Linked DNA regions of Mus musculus: all the other regions are linked to region 2. Evidence: chromatin contacts called from public ChIA-PET, HiChIP or PLAC-seq and promoter capture Hi-C data. All regions are on one chromosome and are shown on one strand. The core of a region is the stretch at or near the end of the contact, and the rest is flanking DNA. Distances in the headings are between cores, read along the strand shown. Region 1 holds the start of Eif3i (eukaryotic translation initiation factor 3, subunit I). Region 2 holds the start of C77080 (expressed sequence C77080). Region 3 holds the start of Lck (lymphocyte protein tyrosine kinase). Region 4 holds the start of Hdac1 (histone deacetylase 1).

The links. ChIA-PET counts read pairs in DNA pulled down with a chosen protein or histone mark. HiChIP or PLAC-seq counts read pairs in DNA pulled down with a chosen protein or histone mark. Capture Hi-C pulls out chosen DNA fragments and counts their contacts.
Region 1: a promoter capture Hi-C map of adipose tissue shows a contact between it and region 2. The contact joins the promoter of Eif3i here to the promoter of C77080 in region 2. A contact is called at or near these places in 1 of 115 datasets of contacts at active chromatin or transcription factors (pancreatic cancer cells) and 1 of 9 other capture datasets (adipose tissue).
Region 3: an RNA polymerase II ChIA-PET map of memory CD8 T cells shows a contact between it and region 2, with 11 read pairs. The contact joins the promoter of Lck here to the promoter of C77080 in region 2. A contact is called at or near these places in 2 of 115 datasets of contacts at active chromatin or transcription factors (memory CD8 T cells and pancreatic cancer cells).
Region 4: a contact with region 2 is called in a FOXA1 HiChIP or PLAC-seq map of pancreatic cancer cells. The contact joins the promoter of Hdac1 here to the promoter of C77080 in region 2. A contact is called at or near these places in 1 of 484 Hi-C or Micro-C datasets (embryonic stem cells), 4 of 115 datasets of contacts at active chromatin or transcription factors (embryonic stem cells, memory CD8 T cells and pancreatic cancer cells) and 1 of 9 other capture datasets (pancreatic islet).

What each region holds. Positions count from the first base shown.
Region 1 is chr4:129,599,389-129,602,656 of GRCm38.p6, reverse strand. It overlaps Eif3i (eukaryotic translation initiation factor 3, subunit I), which reads left to right and starts at 2,009. Exons shown (of 11, transcript NM_018799.2): 1 at 2,009-2,063; 2 at 2,156-2,248. The coding sequence starts at 2,061. It overlaps Tmem234 (transmembrane protein 234), which reads right to left and starts at 1,977. Exons shown (of 5, transcript NM_029748.3): 1 at 1,926-1,977; 2 at 1,523-1,674; 3 at 396-462. The coding sequence starts at 1,941.
Region 2 is chr4:129,247,165-129,250,121 of GRCm38.p6, reverse strand. It overlaps C77080 (expressed sequence C77080), which reads left to right and starts at 1,679. Exons shown (of 7, transcript NM_001033189.3): 1 at 1,679-2,001. The coding sequence starts at 1,776. All of the region lies in intron 1 of Gm12976 (a long non-coding RNA gene), which reads right to left.
Region 3 is chr4:129,571,745-129,575,065 of GRCm38.p6, reverse strand. It overlaps Lck (lymphocyte protein tyrosine kinase), which reads left to right and starts at 1,425. Exons shown (of 13, transcript NM_001162433.1): 1 at 1,425-1,551.
Region 4 is chr4:129,541,310-129,544,371 of GRCm38.p6, reverse strand. It overlaps Hdac1 (histone deacetylase 1), which reads left to right and starts at 1,726. Exons shown (of 14, transcript NM_008228.2): 1 at 1,726-1,791. The coding sequence starts at 1,743.

The DNA.
Region 1 (3,268 bases), core at 760-3,259, 350 kb before region 2:
TTCGCCATCAGGACTGATGGTCCCAGCTCCTTACTAGAATCTACAAGACACAAGGAGAACCTACTCCTAAAACCTGTCCTCTGACCAAACACACACTGTGACACATGTGCACACACAAAATAAATTCTAATAGAAAATGAAAACAACCATCAAACACACAGCAAACGTATCAGGAAAACCCCCTCCTCCCAGATGATAAAGGACATCACCACTTAGGAGACCACAATGAGCCTCCTGCTGCCGCCGCCGCTGCACACTGACTCGCCTCACTGGCCCTGTGACCCACAGAAGGACCAGAAACCGGTGCTCTGCCTCATTGACAGGTGCAAGGTCTTTCAGGTTCCCTTCGTAAAATATGGCGTCCACCCCAGAGAAGACCCGAGCCAGAGACCCACCTGTTGATGCCAAAGTCAAGTAGTAGAGAAGGGATCCACTCTGATTGAGGAGAAAGGGCATCAGGTACTAGAAAGAGGAGAGACCTGTCAGGGGCTGCCTGCGTGTGCAACGGCTTTCCCAGTTCTCAACCTTCCTAATGCTGCGACCCTTTAATCCAGTTCCTCATGTTGTGGGGACCCCCCAACCATAAAATTATTTTCATTGCCACTTCACAACTGTAATTTTACTACAGTTATGGACTGTCACGTAAGTATCTGATATGCAGGATATCTGGTGTCAGACCCCTTGCCAGTTGTTACCCAGTTCGAGAGTCCCTGTTCTGGCTTGCACCTTCCCACGGGGGTTGGCATGGTTACAAATGCTCAGGGACCGCTCATGTGTTTGAAGACCCCTTAGAGCAAACAGAGAAACGCATTCAATGTACTCTATTGCCTTAAATGCCCTCTCCCTCGTCATGGCCAGTTCCCATCGTCCCTGCTGGTATAAGGCCTTGAGTGACAGTGTTACCCCTTCTAAGTAGCCCACTCCATGTCCTCCAGCTTCATCTCTCTGTACAGAATTCACACAGTACTATAAATATAGTACCTCTCTCCTTCCCCCTAACCCTCAGAGTAGGGCATATCTAGCTAGCTTACATAGGCAGCCATGGGCAGTTCTCGATAGCTTTCCTTATGTTCTACCCCAGGGCAAGTTGAGCCGAAAGAAAGCTCAACTTGGTGATGATGACCTTAAGAGTAGTCCTGGAGCCTGGCAGTGGTGGCGCCTTTAATCCCAGCACTCAGGAGTCAGATGCAGGCTGATCTCTGAATTCGAGGCTAGTGAGTTCAGGGTAGCCAGGGATACACAGAGAAACCCTGTCTCCAAAAACAAACAATAAGCAAAAATAGTCATTGATTGAACATGTACCCTGTACTAGGCCCAATGCTAAGTGTTTTATGTGTCTTACTTGAGTTCTTATATCAGCCCTATACAAGGGTTATCATTAAATTTTCCATTTTTTTGACGAAACAGACTCACAGAGGATAAATGACTCTTCCAGGAACTTCTAGTGAGTAAGAGATGGGCTGGGAATACGGCCGACCTATGGTGAAATTTTCAGGGGCTCGTCCGTGAGAGCTAGACGCACCTCAGTATTCCCGAAGAGAGCCTTTATCTCCTGCAACAGCTGCCAGGCCCACGTCCGCTCACGCACTTGCTCCAGGCCGGAGGAGGCTCGCTTCAGCAGCGGCTGCGTGCCACCCCACAGTGCGGCCACCAGCACCAGAGCAAGCACCTGCCCTGAAAGCAAAGGGTCAGAAAGTCACCCGGGTCCTCCTCCGGCCTCCTGCACCCTGCTGCCCGGCTCCATCTCCCTCCCTCCCTCTTCCCGCCGGGCTGTGATCGGTCGGGAGGACCCGCCCAGAGGGCGGCCGAAGTGAGACCAGGGTGCGTGGCTCAGCATTCCTGAGGCTCGGGGATGCCAGGAGACTGAGAACAGAGCTCCCGAGCCAGAGTCGGAGCCCGCGGAGGTGGGGGGCCCGGCTACCCACCCCAGGACGCCGCCATGAAAACGCCAGGCCCTTCTACTTCCGGGAGCGAGAGGGCGGAGCCCCCGCATCCGGAAGTCGTCCCTAGTCTTTTTCCGGTCCCACTCACATTGCCTCTCTCCTCGCGTCACCGCCAGGATGGTGAGTTCCAGGCGCGGCGTGCTGCCGTCGGGGGGCCTCAGTAGGCATGGGACGGGGTTCCCGGCACTGACACCCCGGTTCTGTCCCCACAGAAACCCATCCTGCTGCAGGGCCATGAGCGGTCCATCACGCAGATCAAGTATAACCGCGAAGGAGACCTTCTCTTCACCGTGGCCAAAGACCCTGTGAGCGACTGCGTGAGGGCGGGCGGCCGGGGGTCCGGGGCGGGGGGCCCGGAGGGGGCGAGTTCGCGCCGCCCGGACTGCGGGTGGACAAGGTTTACTGCCTGCGGGAGGGAAATTTTTCTGATAAGTAGGGAAAACCAACCCCATACCGCGGTAGGTTGGCGACAGCATTCCGCCAGGGAAATCTGGAAGGGAAGGGTACCTAGCCAGGGAGAAGAGAATCAGGAGACTGGAAGGGAGCCCAGGGACAGGACAGGACAGAATCAAGTGGTCTGTTCAATCCCACTTTGTTTCCTTTGGGGATTGTCTTTTGAGGCATTTGCATTGGAGGCAATAAACTGATAGTTAACAGTGGAGAGTTAAGTCGGAGCTTGAGATCTGAGCCCTAACTCCTGCTCCTACTAAGCAGTGTGACTTTGAACATGACATTTACCTTTTCTATAAACCACAGTTTTCCCTTTTAATAAAACATGGAGACTTTAATTAGCTCCCTCAGCAGAGTGAGGTCATTTCTGTAAATCGTTTTGCACTGTACCCGATGCATGTAAGTCACTTATTTTAAGTTTCATAGACATGGTTTCATTGGAGCTTCACAGCTGCCCTTTGAAGAAAGCTGTTGACAAGAGTGGGGTATCTGTCCATGGTGGCCAGCACACCTCTCCATCCTCCTGCCTCAGCCTCCTGGTCTTGGGAATACAAGTGTGTGCTACCACACACAGCCCCTCCCAGTCATTTTTTTTTTTTAATGTATGTGTGTGTAATGATTTTGTTTATTTTATGTGTATGGGTGCTTTGCTGCATTGTATGTCTACATAGCATGTGAGTGCCTGGTGCCTGTGAAGGCCAGAAGAGGATATCAAATCTCCTGGAACTGCAGATACAGATTGTTGTAAGCCATCATGTGGGTGTTGGGAATCAAACCCAAGTCATCTGGAGGAGCAGCCAGTGCTCTTTAAGCTCTGAGCCTTCTCTTCAGCTCTCCTAGCCATTTAAAGGAAGGGAGCTCTGTATTTAAGATCA
Region 2 (2,957 bases), core at 430-2,929:
GTACATTGGTGTTTTGTCTGCATGTATCTGTATAAGGGTGTCAGAGCCTCTGGAACCACAGTTACAGATTTGTGAGTTGCCACGAGGGTGCTAGGAATTGAACTTGGGTCCTCTAGGACAGCAGCCTGTGCTCCTAACCACGGGGAGCAATCTCTCAAGCCCGAGAGCAACACTTTTTGCAGCCAGGCATGTTGGTAGTGGTAGCAGCTTACATAGGTCCACCATACGATGACACGAGGATAGTATGATGGCCTTAAAGATTATACAGCCAAACTCTGCCACAGGAAAGAGAGTACTGAAAGAGTGGGTACTGGTGGTTAGGAATAAAGAACACTCTCCTGACCACACTTTCCAAAGGCCAGGGCAAGGACAGCCGCCTTTAGATCTCCAATCCAACTTCCTCTCCTCCTGCTGGGAGCAGCTGGCATTCAGAAAAGACTTGTTTATACATGTAAACAAACAAACAAAAAGCCAGAGTATTTGTCTTCCCACTTCTGAATGCATGCAGACTTATTTTATTTATCCCTTTGCCTGAGGCTCAGCATGGGTAGTAGGTGATCTGCCTTAGGGCCCAGGTTCACCACTGCTGGGAGCCTTGGGGCCGTTCAGGGACTGGAGCAGGTCAGATCACTCTGCACTGAGGTCCGCTTACAACCTTAGAGTGAGGTCTACTGCGTGCCAGGGCAGATTAGGCTGGGTGATCAGGTCCTGTTCCTGTCCTAATGCAGACTAGGGCCCCGGGAGAAAGCTGTGTGACAAAAGTCAAGTTGATGATGCTAGACAACTCTCAACTCTAACTGCGGGACGTATGAACAAGACTCTTCTGGGGGCCGCGGAGGTTTGCTAGCCTCGAGGCAGAGATGAGCATCAGAATGCTGGCTTTGATTCCCTCCTGGCCTCACTCTCCCTTCTGTCCTAAGGGGGAAACATTCCCTACCTTGCTTTCCTCGCAGCTTATAAAATCAGAGATATAAAAGGGCTTGGTCAGCTATAATACAGCACGAGAGGCCGGCAAGGAAATGAACACAGCATTTTCCAGACTTCTAAAGGCTTTCCCTTAACCAGCTTCTCCAGGCACACACTTAGTCGCCTACCTCAAGATCCACCCTTATTTATCGTAGTTGAGCATCTCAGTAGGAAAGCCCGAGTCTTACTATAAGTGCCCTGGGGGAATCACAGCCTCGTTAAGGGTAAACTGAGGCCTGAACATCCCACTCTAGGTACTCAGGAATGAATCAGAAACAACCAAGAACAGAGCAATTGCTGGAGGCTTCCCCCCCACCCCCCTCCGGTGGTCCTGAGCCAGGGGAATACCTGCCACAGGTCCCAGGTGTCTGGGAAAAAAAGTCTTTCCCCAACCATAGGAGACACCGGGTGATCCAAAGGCCAGTACCTCGCTGCCCTACGAATCCCGAACACCCTCGGGGTTTTTCGAGAGACAGACCCTCGAGGATCAAGGAGGGGCGGGGCGAGGAACCTCTACTCTGCAGCCGGACCTCGCCCTCGGGGCAAGGCCGGCGGGGAGGGGCGCCTTGCCGCTGCGCTGCTACCGTCCCCCCCCCCCCCGCCCCCGACGGCCGCTCCCGCCGCTCGAGCCCCGCCCGCCCGGCGGCCCCGCCCGCGCTGCCCCCGCCCCCGCAGCGATCGCTCAGCCTCCGCCGCCCAAACTTTTTTCTCCGGGCGCGTCTCCGGCGGCGGCCGCCCCCGCGCATGGGCGCCGCGCTGCAGGGGGCCTGACCCCCGCCGCGGGCACCGCGCCTCCCCAGCCCCGCGCCATGGCGGCCCGCGCGCCCCCCGCCGCACCTGCGGCCGACGAGCCTGGGAGCCCCGGCGGCCCCCCGCGCAGGAAGAAGTCCCGCTCCGGCCTCCGCCGTGCCTTCAGCTGGCTGAGGGGCAAACGGCGCAAGAAGAAGGCGGCCGGGGCCGAGGGCGCCGAGTCCACAGCCTCGCGGGCTAAGAAAGCGGACGACAAGGCCAAGCGGGCCAAGGGCAAAAGCCGAGGTGAGCTGGCCTGGCACCTGGGTCGAGCGCGCCCATGGGTGTGGCAGGGTGGGTCCCTCTGGTGGGGTCGGCTGTAATGTGGACGGCTTGTCTCCTAGGCAATGGTTTTGGGGGAAGTGAAGAGCCCAGGGCACCCCAAGATAGGTCCTGCGCCGCTCCAGGGGCACAACCTATCCAACTGTGAGAGGCAGAGACCCCCATCTGGGCAGGGATCCCCTAGTTTACGCAGGAAGTGCTGGCTGGCTGGCCCTCCTGGTGGAAAGACACTTTCCTTCTCCTAAGTTGTGCCCTCTGCTGAGTCAAGGGGTCAGAGATTTGACACTGGCCCAGGGCCAATGGGAGAGGCAGGTGGCCTTGGGTCTTGGGGTGTCGGTCTCTTTGGGTCTTTAAGGTCAGCCTACTCAAAAGGAGTTCTTTTTGCCCTCCAGGTAGATCCTGGTTCCAGCTCCCCAAAGTACTCAGCTTGGAGTCCTTTGCTTGAGGTTGTTACCAGTGTTAGCTTTTCCCATCTCCACACCCCGCACCCCCCCTCCCCTCCCTTACCTGGGCCAAACCACAAACATCCACCTCCTGAGGTGGTGAGATCACCTTCCTGAACCAGAGTCCTCTCCTCATCACTCACCACTCTCCCTAGTCCCTTGTCCCCCGTAGTAACCTGCTTGTGTTGAAAATGGAGAAACTGAGGCTCAAGTGAGGTGGAGAGCCTTTGCCTGTGCTGCTGTGCCAGGAGAAGTCAGCAGCTGCTTCCTAGTGTTTGGAAGTTTTGAGCCCATGGCTCTCCCTGGACTCTAAGGGGTGGGAAGCCTGAGAGATGGGGGAGATGGGGAAGGAAGAAACTGGGAGCCTTATATCCCTGTTAAGGTCACTGTACTTTTGGCCACTTGTTTGGCTTCTCCCCCATCTCCTGTTTCTGTCATCAGTTTGGTGGGGAGACCTTTAGTCTCTGCTGGGGCGGG
Region 3 (3,321 bases), core at 176-2,675, 330 kb before region 2:
CTGTCCTGTCCCCTGCCTGTTATTCTATCTATCTATCTATCTATCTATCTATCTATCTATCTATCTATCTATCTATTATCTATCTACTATCTATCTATATCTACTATCTATCTATCTATCGATCTATCTATCTATCTATCTATCTATCTTCTATCTGTCTCTATCATCTATGTATCTATCTATGTATCTCTGTATGTATCTATGTTTGTATGTATCTATCTACCTATGTATCTATGTATCTATCTATGTATCTATGTATCTATCTCTATCATCTATGTATCTATGTATCTCTGTATGCATATATGTGTGTATGTATGTATGTGTGTATGTATGTATGTGTGTATGTGTGTATGTATGTATGTATGTGTGTATCTACCTATCTATCCATCTACCTATCATCTATCTATCTATCTATCTATCTATCTATCTATCTATCTATCTATCTATCTATCGAAACAGGGTCTCTTTATGTAGCTCTGGCTGTCCTGGAACTTACTGCATAAGTTAGTCTGGCCTGAAACTTGCAGAGATCTGCCAGCCTCTGCCTCCGGAATGCTGGGATTAAAGCCTTATGCCACCATGCCCCAGCCTGTCACTAGGGCCTTAAGACATGAGGTTTTCTTGTCTTCCTCCTGAAACAGACTGTCAACAGTCGATCCTTAGGCACAGGATGACATGGATACGGCTCTGCCAGTGAATGTGGCTGCTGTTTTTACTATAGTACATATAACCTTGTCACCAACTATCTAACAGAGATAGATGCTGTCCAGGTTCAACTCTGAACAAGAGATGCCTTTGGCTGTCCGGCTAAATTAAAGGCCACCCAGTTCTTACATAGCACGGCTGGAGTTGAGTGCAGCGCCATTTCCTTCCCTGTGAGCTAAACTGTAGCTGCTGTGTTCTGCTCACGGGGGCAAAGGCTCTCTTCTCTTACCCAGGAGTATCTTGGAGGGTAGGAGGAGTGCTCCATCAAACAGCCTTCCCCACCATGTTTAGTGACCTTCAAGGGGAGGAAGAGGCAAGTGAATCTCTGTGAGTTCAAGGCAACATAGCAAATTCCATAACAGTCAGGGCAACACGGTGAGTCCCTGCGTTAAAAAAAAATCCTCTCATTGGTTGATGACGACGACGACGATGATGATGATGATTGGACTTGAGGGGTCTAGGCTGGTCTGGAACTCTGTATGTAGCCATTCCTGTCTTCACCTCCAGAACGCTGGGAATATGGACCTATGCCATCACACACAGCCTTCCTCCCTAAGTGCCTCCCTCAGTATGAGTAGAAGCTGGCCTAGAGATGTATGGGACCCAAGAGGCTGAGGGGGTCTAGGTCTATGGCAGCAGGAAGCCTGAGGTGCTGGAGGCTTGTGGTTGGGTTGCTGGGGCTGGGTTGGCTGCAGAGCCCTCAGGAGACAGGAAGTCAGGGTGGAACGTGGGCGCGAGGAGACAGGTGGTGACTACGACGGCGAGGGGAGCTGACACCGGGTCCAGGCAGCCAAGCCAGGCTAGGAGCATCATGTGAATAGGCCAGAAGGCTCCCAGGCTGGGCAGGTAAGGGGTACTGGGAACAACAGTGTAGAAGGGGGCAATGGTGGGAACCAGACAGCAGAACACTGCGTCTGTGGAGGCCTAGGCTCCTTAGGTGTACAGAAACCTTTCAGAAATGCCTTCCTGGAGGTTGTCTGAGCTGGTGGCTCTTGCCTCTGCCATCTGCTGTCCATCATTTCCCACCTTAGGAGGAGCACACTCCTGGGAGAGCCAGCACATGATGTCAAGTGTTAAGAAGGCCACCAGCAGCCACCTGTCCAGTTCCTTGAGCTCAGAGGATGAGGTTTCTGAGGTCCAAAGGTGGCTGTGACCCTGTCTTAACCCATACCTCCTCACGATGGTCCGCGGCAAAGCAGGACCTTGCGTGGGGGTGTAGGCTTGACCTGGGCTCCTTCTATGCCTGTGGCACACAGGGTGATGAGATGGACCGTCCTGAGGGCAGGGCCCCAGGAATCAGTCCCCAGGTCCCTAAGGCAGACCCAAGTGGCAGAAACAGATGAAAGAGTAACCCATGGGATCCAGGTGGACATATGAGAATCGACGGCAGCCTTAGCAACCAGCATCCTGAAACACAGAGGAGTCAGTAAGGAAGCAGATAGATATGTGTAGGGCGTTTATCCAGAATGGATGTGTGTTCCCCGGGGAAGTTGGTAGTGAACGAGATGGGAGAAGGGAAGAGGAAAGACTATTTTTATCCTGAACTGGGTATAGCTGGAGCAGGGCAAGAACTTCTGAACTTCCCTCTGGAAAGTCACCGCTCCTGTCCTGCCAAGTGTCAGGACAGGATGTTCTTGCCTTTGCCCTTGTCCCCATCCTGTCTTAACTCAGCTGTATTTGTGTGTTCATGTCGGCCTTCATGATTCTTCCTTCAGACCCTAAAGGATAGAGGCCCAGAATCTTGTCACCAGCCACCACCCATTCGTTCAGTCAAACTCTAAACTCTGGAGGACGGTCTCTTCCTCCACTGACTGTCCAGGTTTCCCTTGCCTCACCGTAGATGTTTATGTCACAGATTTTCCATCTTGTCAGCATATGCTGGCCTCTTCCAAGACCTTGCCTCCTTACAGGGGCAGGAAACACACTGGCTCTTCCGGTGTTTCATCTGTCCTTGAACTGCAGTCCTCTAGGCTGGCCCTGTGCTGACTGGGAGAGGAATCCAACAGGGTTGCTTGTTCTTGGAGCTCAGGATGGTGGCTCTTCTCAAAAGAGCCCAGAGGACAAAGTCAGAGAATGGGTTGAGATCAGACGAGGGAGAAGTTTCCTTCAAGGGAATCTAGAAGCTTCCTGAACAAGGCTCATTCTGGAAGGTGCTTAGGACAGAAAACTAAGGTCCCCACCCCCTGTGCTGCTCTCCGGGACCACAGAGGCAGAGACCTCAGAATAAAGTCAAAGGTGCAAGAGCCCAGGTGTGGTATAGTGTAAACACACACACACACACACACACACACACACACACACACACACACTTTTCAGCATCAGAGAAAGGCCCAGGAAGAATTCACTGTCTGAGTGAGTGGTTTGTCCGCCCCATATTTCAGTCTGTTTATAAAGACACAATAACAAAGCTCTTGCTTCCAAAATGCCTGGCAAAATCAAAGGGATAATAATGATAATGTGCCCTGGATAGTATTGACACACAGTAGGTGCTTAAGGGAAGCTAGGTACTTCCTCTCCCTGCAGAGTGTTGGTTCACACCCAAAAATTACACCTATTCGGGGCTTTGTCACCATGGTGAACCACCCAATCCCTCACGCTTGTGGTGGTATGGTTTTG
Region 4 (3,062 bases), core at 477-2,976, 290 kb before region 2:
CACTCCCAGACATTTGTCAATGTGTAAGGACAATTTTGGGTGTCACAGTAAGGGCGTGTGTGGGGTGTTGCTACTGGTATAGAAGAAGGCCAAGCAGTCAATTAACATCTAAAAGGCCCGAAGACAGCCCCTACAACAAAGAGTGTAAGTAATTCAAGGTTAAGAAATTTTGCTGGCATGGCTTGAGGGTGGGGGAGTGGTGAAGGTCTTTTTTTTTGTTGTTGTTGTTGGTTCCCCCCCCACCCCCCAGACACGGTTTCTCTGTATAGCCACGTCTGTCCTGGAACTCACTGTGTAGACCAGGCTGGCCTCAAATTTAGAAATCAGCCTGCCTCTGCCTCTCAAGTGTTGGGATTAAAGACATATGCCACCCACTCTGGGGATAGAGGCAGGCAGATTTCTGAGTCGAAGACTCAGTTGAAATAAGGAGATCTGACGCCCTTCTGGTCTGGTGTGTGTCTGAAGGCAGCTACAGTGTACTTAATAAATAAATAAATAAATAAATAAATCTTTAAAAAAAAAAAAGGCAGGTGTGGTGGGGCATGCCTTTAATCACAGCACTCCGGAGGCAGAGGCAGGCAGATGTCTGAGTTCGAGCCCAGCCTGGTCTACAAAGTGAGTTCCAGGACAGCCAGGGCTATACAGAGAAACCCTATCTTGAAAAACAAACAAACAAACAAAAAAGCAAAAACAAACGAAGAAACAACCCCGCCCCCCCACCCCCACGTCCCCCCCAAACAACAACTTAGGCTTTCAGTTTAGAAAAATTAAGTTCTGGGTAGGTGAGATGGTTGCTGCCACCATGCCTGACCCAAATTTTCTGGATGGATCGCCCCGCCCCCACCCAGAGCCATTACATAGGAACACTCCCTCCAACACTCCCTCCAGTAAATTAAAAACTAAACACCAAGTTCTGTTACTTTGTCACAGTGCTCGGGCATATTGGATTTTGTCTTTTTTTAAAAAAAATATGTACAATTGGAGACGGAATTTAATTTGTAACACTGAATAAGCTCTTCAGCTTTACCTGTAAAATTGTTTTGTTATTTTTTGAGACATGCTTTCACTACGGAGAGCAAGTTGGCCTCAGATTACAGAGATCTTCCTGACTCTGCCTCCTGAGTGCTGGGATCAAAGACATAGCAACCACGCCCAACTGAAAACGAGCTTTGACATTAAAAAAGAAAAGTCCGTCAGAACTTATGAGCACATAAAGGTCTTGCCCCACTACAGTAGGCCTCTGGATATTTTCTTTCTGTTCCTTGCCATTCATTTCTCTCTCCAGTTCTAATCCAGACCAAACCTAGTCTTTTAGCTGCGTGACCTTGCGCAAGCATCTTTCCCCGGGAAGCCTCGGCGTATTCTCGGTAAAACGAGAAAGTTGGCCTCTGATCTTTGCACACGCTCCCAACTGTGAAGCGGGCTGCAGAGTTTACGGAGCCGACTCCCTCTCCCGGGACTCGATGGTACGGCCCCCGGTCTCCCCCACCCCTCCGCGCCGGACTTTGGTACAGGCCCAGGGGGCCCGCGGTGGCTTCTCTAAGCTGCCCTTGCCCCCCGCCGAGTTCCGGGCCCGACCCCGCGCATGCCGATTGGTTAGAGTGAGGCCCGGGCTGTGCGGCTATAGGTGATCCCGGGGGTGGGCGGGGCTTCGAGGCCGGCCCCTCCCCCTGGTCGGACGCCGTAAGGAGCCGCGGGCGGGCGGGCGGACAGACTGACGGGAGGGCCGGGCGGCGAGCAAGATGGCGCAGACTCAGGGCACCAAGAGGAAAGTCTGTTACTACTACGACGGTGAGCTGCGGGTGGGCGGCGCGGGCCGGGCGTTGGGGAAAGGCTGGGGGAGGAGGCTGGGAGGAGGCTGAAGCCCCGGGGAGGCTGAGGGAAAGTCGAGGCTGAAGGAGGAGGTTGGAGAGAGGAAGTCGAGGCTGAGGCCGGAGATGAGGTGGGGGTCGTGGAAGGGGTAGTCTGCGGTAATCCCGGTGGCGGAGATTCTCGGGGAATCCGACCTGAAGTTGGAGTGGGATTCCTGGAGGGAAGCCTAAGTGGCGGCGGGGATCGGAATATGATGGAGACGGTTTGCCTGGATATCTTCCCCTGCTGAGAATACAAAGGTTTTTCACTGTCCCCATTCACTCTCTCTCTTTTTCTTTCTTTCTTTTGGTGAGTTCTGCAGGACTGGCCACTCATCCCCTCCCCCACTCCATCCCCCAAGTCTATGAGTAGGGCCTGCAGTTGCTAGTTGGGAAATGGGGCTCCCCGGGGATGCAAGAAGAGAGGTGCATGAAACTTGTTAAAACGACTTTTCATTGAGCCAGCGCGAGCATCTTACTCTGTCCTGGGTTGTGTTTCTGTTGGGGCTGGAGGGCTCATCGAGGCACATTTCCTGTGTTGAGTTCCCGTCTGAAGGGGGAGCTAGACAATGTCACAGGTATCTTTCGGTGTTAGCGCTGGGACAAGGGAATGTGGGGTGGAGGAGAACACAGCAGGAGCCTCAGCCCAACCTGAGAGGAGCAGGTTGTGTGTCAGTGCTTAGGACCCAAGAACTGGAGTTACAAGCCAGGCCCTGGCAAGTGGAGCCAACAGCAGGGGGAGGGGACAGCACCTTTATCTGAGAAAGGGTCTCACAGTGTAACTCAGCTGGTCTTGGATTAAGCCCCTTCTTCTTACTCTTGACTCCAGGCTTACACCACTTGGTCCAGCATTTGTGTTTTGGGAATAGCAGTTGAGTTGTTCAGGGGACATCTAGCCAGCCAGCCAGTAGGCGGTTGGCTGTTTAGATCTGAAATTTAGAAGACAGATATTTTTTGGTAATTGTCGGTATAAAATAATTCAGATAGTAATTTTAGCTGGATTAGAAAAGGGTGTTATAACTCCAGTTGTAGAGGGTGAAGAGCTATGTTGATACTTTTTTTTTTTTTTTGGAAATGGCCTCTGTGTAACCCTGGCTAGCCTGGAACTCACTTTGTAGACCAGGTTTGCTTCCTACTGGAAGAGATTTATCCTACCCCCCTCCCGAGTGCTAGGATTAAAGGCATGTGCCACAACCCTGGCCTGTTTTAATT